Regions from separate parts of the Drosophila melanogaster genome. Here region 1 is linked to region 2. The links are chromatin contacts, called in public Hi-C maps. All regions are on one chromosome and are shown on one strand. The core of a region is the stretch at or near the end of the contact, and the rest is flanking DNA. Distances in the headings are between cores, read along the strand shown.

Region 1 (2,877 bases), core at 38-2,537, 4.2 Mb after region 2:
GGCATTTCCTTTATTAGTTTTACAATTGCTCAGCAAACCATCAATTACACATTTCCCTTGATAAGCCCATTAAGTGTTTCCGCAAAACTAAAAATGCTCCATATAAGGTCATCGCATTAGCGATAGTAATTGATAGGCTAGTATCGTGGTAAGATTTTAATTTTAGCACTCACATTCAACCTGGAACGTGGAATATGGTGCTATGGGTGTTATGGGGATATAGCAAGGTATCACCATCCGGAAATGAGTCGAGCCCCAAAAAAAGGAAATTCTTTATAGTTTAACGCGATTAGATTTGCGACCGTTAGACTGTAAGGGATATCGGATGGGGTGGGTGTACCATTGCCCAGACGAATCATGCTGATTGCATGCATCGTACGATCTCTGTACGCTGATTCCAGCTCGAGTTCCGGCAGCCAGCTGCTGACGTCAAAGTCTTTAATCGAAAGTCGAAACGATGTGACCCACATACAAACATTGAAAGCACAAGTGTTGGCCTAGCCCTTAGTTGCTGACTAAAGTCGGCCCGGGCAGCCAGATAAGGCCAGACCATCCGACCGCGGATCCCATGCACCGCACCACGTACTCCTTGACGGGGTGTAAGAAATACACTGAGCAAATTTAGAATGAGCTTTACGCTTATCATAGTGATATATGATTGAGACAGGTCTTCTAATATAGTTTTTCCAGCAATGAGTAATAAGAAACGCAAAGAAGGGAGTTCCCCCTTTTATATATTGTGAGTCGGTTCGTTTTATGTAAATAAATTTCTTATAATAAATGCTATTTTTTTTAATCTCAAACAGGTTTTACAATATCTTTAACCAAGTAAATAATAATATATTTTAAATCAATATAATTGATTTACATTTATTAAGACCGTAGATTCTTATTATTTACTTGTCTATACCCAGTACTTTAAAAACTTTGAATATATACTGTAAACTTATTGATTGTATATTTACTTATTTTCAACACATGGTAAAATGTATTTTCGTATCTTAAAGCAAGAACCTAACAGTTTTTTTCAGTGCACAGTTCGAAGGCGTCTACGTGCGCTGCAATGCGAAGCACGAGCCCCGTCGTTAATTTCACCATTAGCCTCCTCGCACAGTGAACACTCTGATAAGACGCCGGCATGCCGTGCCACACATGCACACACATAAATATATAAAGTAATATATGACTGATTGTCTGCCGAGGCCCAAGACGTCGGTCGTCGTAAACAGCTTATCAGCCGGGCAATGTGGTTACCCGTCGAAAGCGCTGGAACGGCAACCAGATCGGGAACCTGTCACAGACAGCTGCCGAGTCTCCGGCTGGCACATGCAATCACCCGGCGGAGCAAAGTGCGAAGACCGACGTCATCGTGGAACGCTGACGCAACGACCTTGCCAAGCGGCCCACCTCCCGACGCTCCCACCGGCCACCCACCTTAAAGTCCAACGGGCTGTGAGTCACCAGTCGCCATTGATTTCCATTAGATTTCGATTCGATGACTGGCACTCATGCGGATCACAGATTACAGGATGTCGGACGACTTAGTTGGATTTCTGGGAATCTCGAAATCCCACTGAGCAATGCTATGATATTGACTTCGATTGCATTGCGGAACTGACTTGGATTACGATTGGATTACAACACGGAACTTTATGATAATATTTTCCAAAAGCCTTTGGTCCAGATTATTAATGATATCATGTAACTAAATAATCATTGAATATTTCCCCTAGCAAGAACTTACATATATATAATAATTATAAGTCCGACGACTTTAAGTGATTTGTTTTTGATGGATTTGAAAGATACAAAATTAAAACATCGCTCAACTTGCAATACTAAGCCACACAAGCTGAGAGTCCACCGATCGATCATTAGTTCTTCTTGGCCATTAGAAAATCCCTTCTTTATATAACACGATCATCCGATACGATCCGTTGCCTCTTTCATCAGCTTTTTGGCCAGACATGCCCTGGGGTCTCGAATCTACACAGACACCTCATACATTCAAAATCGATATTTTTTAGATGCTGCTCTTTCGAGTCGAGCTTAGTGTTTTTTATTTTTTTTTTTTTTTTTGGTTTTTGCTGGCTTTGTCTTTGGCGCCGTCTAGCTCAAAAATGTCTAAAACTGTCATTAATTAGAATTTGCAGCGTGTCGAGTCTGTGCCATCCGTCGTCGCTTGTCTGGCCGTTTGGCATTAAAATGTTAACCACCAAGGGGCCAAAAAGGGGGACCAGACCGCATCGCGAACGTTTCTGGAATTCCCCCGCCGCAAAAAAAGAAAGCAAGCCACAAGAAAAATTAGCCAACAAGCGTGTGTTTGCCAAAGCCAAGGCAAAAACAACACAAAAAAAAAGAAATAAGAGTTAAAAATAATCATAAATAAAGGTAGGAAAATAAAGCAAATATCGCCTGAGACAAAAACCAGTCGGAGATGCCGTTGGAGACGCCAAATGGTGGCTACGCTCGACAGGGGAGGGTGGGGGGATAGGGGGCCACAGACGGGCCCCACTCTAAGCCACTCTAAGCCAACTGAGCAACTGAGCCACTGAGCCACTGAACCGCCGAGCAACAACTCTGAGCCACTTTGAGCCACACGCGCCGCGCTTTTGTCATAAGCCTGTCATAGACCACGCGACTGCAGCTGAATTCACACGCTTCGTTGTGGTTTATTGTATTTTTTTCCATATAATTTATATATCATTTGATTGTATTCCACTTCGTGGAATTTGCGGCGACATTCCCAGCACACTTCGTATATATATATAGTGTAGTCTACTGACATGTGGATATATGGATAATGGGGCCACAGTCTGGCTTCTATTCAGAACGATTGGCCGATTTGGGTGCAGTTTCCTAGGCCAGATTTGCATC
Region 2 (3,022 bases), core at 301-2,800:
CATCGGTTTGCTTGTAAACTCCAAGATACGGGGTGACCATTAGACCTGCGGCAAACCCCGTATGGGTCACAAATCGGTTCCAGGAATCAGACATTGAGTACTGTGACACATATGACATGCAACAGTCAATGTTGCTGGAATGTCCAGTTTCATCTTGTACAAATAAAAAAATATAATACATTTCTCGATTTACTTATAACTATCGAGCTTACCCACGCATCGTCGGCATCGAAACACCGGATACAGGCGCCAGGATCTACTTTCTTCGGCCAGCTTGGGATCATATACATTATTGACAACCATCACAAAAAATAAAGACGTGAGTGACTGCCCTTTGGAGTATTTTCCTGATATGAGAAAGTAGATAACATAATGACGCTTATTTGGAATATATTATTAATTTTACTATAACTATAACTCACTATAACTCCAGATCGCATGAAACATGTTAGAATCGAAATTCAGCAGAGACAGCTTTGCCTTCAATATGTTTTCTTGACCCGACGATATTCTGCAAACCTTGAGCTTTATAATTTGCAATTTTTTCGGATGAATCCTACTTACAGATCCCAGGTTATATCGTTGCCATGGCCCAGGATGTCGGCAAACTTTTGCTGCACTTCTCTGACTGTGGGAACTAAGTTTCCGTCCCCTTTTGGAGCACTCATTTTTGCAAACTTTTATTCCTGCTTATTTCTAGAACTTCTTCTGTTGCACGTAGAAGATGGAAGTTGCAACAAAAGGCGGCTATCGATAGTCAGTGCTGACGAACTGTCACTATCTAAGTAATATGATGTATTTACCAGTCATATTAGGGATATTTGTAATTTAAATAAACATTAAATAAAACACTTATCAAAATGTATATCTCTTAATGTTTATGATCACCCCAATATTGTTTACATTCGACTGTTTGTAAATAATTAGGTTTCATAAAAGGCATTATTACTCAACGAATTAAATATTATTCTAATTTTTGTTATTAAGTAATTAAGTAATTACAAAATTTAGTTGGCTGATAACGATATTAGTGCAATTTAAAAAGTTAAAATCTTAATGTTAAGTTAAAATAGGTTTCCTATCGGTTGAATCAATTATCATTGCGTTTCTTCGTAATTTACAACTTACGAATGGCGACTGAGCCGATGCACTTTAATCGATAGCAATTTTGGCAGATGGATCTTGAAAATCTAGGCAAGCTAGATGAGAAAGCGATAGAAATGGTCACCCCAAATTTTAAACGCGTGTCGATGCTTGAGTTCCATCCCTATCTCCCGCTTTCAGTTAACATTCCAGTGGTGTATATAAAATCTTATGCCTGGGGTTTTTGAAATTTATACTTAAATAATATATATTAATACTGAACATGTTAATATTTTTAAATGTGTTTTGATACAAATATTGTTAAAAACTAGATTTCTTTAACTCTGAATATTCAAAAAGTTTTATGAAGCCAACTCCCCTTAACAGCCCTTCTTTACAACTAACAACAACGCCTCTGTTAAATATAACAGTGAATTTCGCCGCTTTAACAGCAACTGAGAGCGGCTAACAGTGCGAGAGAAATTCGAACGGGGCAGCAACAAAAAAGAAGAAAAAGACTGGTAATAACGCTACGCTTCTCAGTTACTCAGTTCCGAACGGGCAAAAAACAATTTAGCGCCCTCTGAAACGCTCTGTGTTTTATTTTCCACTTAAAATATTAAAAAAGTGCATAAAAATTGCACACGTCGCTGATAACTCGCTCGGTATACTTATTCTCTAAAATACTGTCTTTCAAATCAGTTGGAAAATATGACATGATAATAAGTGAACAATAGCCGCGCCGAGAATTTTTCGACGAGTGACGGCGGTTATTCCGTTTTTTATTCAGTTTTTCTTAAAAAACCCAAGCGCATAAACAATTAAAGTCGGACAACACCATCGTTAAATGAATTAAAAGTGAATAAAAGCGCTGTCAACGCCTTTTTGGGCAGCGAAAAAAGGAAAGAGAAATCCAGGCCCAGCATCCTTCAGCCTGCTTCTTCTTCTTCCTCTTCATCTCCTTTTGCATTTCTTTTCGCCGCGTCTGTATAGGTGTTCGTGTTGGTGTGGTTGTGTGCAAGCTTGAAAATTGTGTTAAGTTAAGTAAATTTATTCCAGCTGCCAACAACAAATTGATGCCAAAAATCTATACAAATTAAGTGCTGCGTGCGCGTGTGTGTTGAATTAGCACTCCCAATTGGTGTCTCTTTCGCTCTAACTCTGTTTTTGAACTGTTACCCAAAGCGATGGGTGTGTGTAAGTGTGCGTGAGTGCTTCACATGGAAATTAATTAAAAACGCACATTTGTTGCCATTTCCCTCGCTCTCCCGCAAGGATTCGACTGACTGGCTAATGAGGAAGCAGCCAGGCGAACAACCAGCAGGTGACTATTAATACATAAAAAAAAGCATAAAATGTATGAAATTAATTATGCGAGTGCTTGGATACTATCTCTCCAGATTTCGAGGGGTTTTGTCTTTTACTTTTGCTTATCAGCATCCATTGAACAGTATCCTATTGTTGTCATTGTTGCTGCGGGGAGGGACACTTGCTCTCTCGCTCACTCTCTTTCATGTGTGGGTAGCGTTTTTTTTTTTTGTTTTTTATATACGCATCTATCTCTTCTTTCGCTCTTTTCTTCGCCTTTAAGAGGCGTTGTTGTTGTGTGCTCTTCTTTTGTGCTTTTTTCCAACATGAATTTTCTTCGCTTTTTGTTAGCACGTCGCTGTCGCTGAGGACTGACCTTGAACAAGTTCAGGCACAGTGGCACGCATGCCTGTTTGTTGTCCTCCGTTTTGGCTCGTCTGCTCCTTTTCGCCTTTTTCAACTCGTTGTCCTTGGCCTGTCCCACTGTGCCGCCTCGCTCCGTCTCCCTCTTCCTATCTTTCTGTGCGCCTCGCTCCCGTCTGAATGTTTGCCCAAGACTGCGAGAGTGTTTACCTCATCACTTAGGTACAGTGGAAATCTCACTAGTTCCGATACACCGCTTATCAATAAA

The links. Hi-C and Micro-C count contacts between places; a contact is called where the count stands out from the background.
Region 1: a Hi-C map of the Kc167 cell line shows a contact between it and region 2, with 3 times the contacts expected there. A contact is called at or near these places in 3 of 107 Hi-C or Micro-C datasets (the Kc167 cell line and the S2 cell line).

The regions. Positions count from the first base shown.
Region 1 is chr3L:8,691,416-8,694,292 of dm6, forward strand. It overlaps lncRNA:CR44526 (long non-coding RNA:CR44526), which reads left to right and starts at 1,288. Exons shown (of 1, transcript NR_124833.1): 1 at 1,288-1,776.
Region 2 is chr3L:4,540,501-4,543,522 of dm6, forward strand. CG11357 reads left to right here and starts at 1,551. Exons shown (of 4, transcript NM_001259697.2): 1 at 1,551-1,604; 2 at 2,143-2,407. CG32243 reads right to left here and starts at 744. Exons shown (of 6, transcript NM_168094.3): 1 at 565-744; 2 at 423-511; 3 at 213-347; 4 at 1-153. The coding sequence starts at 668.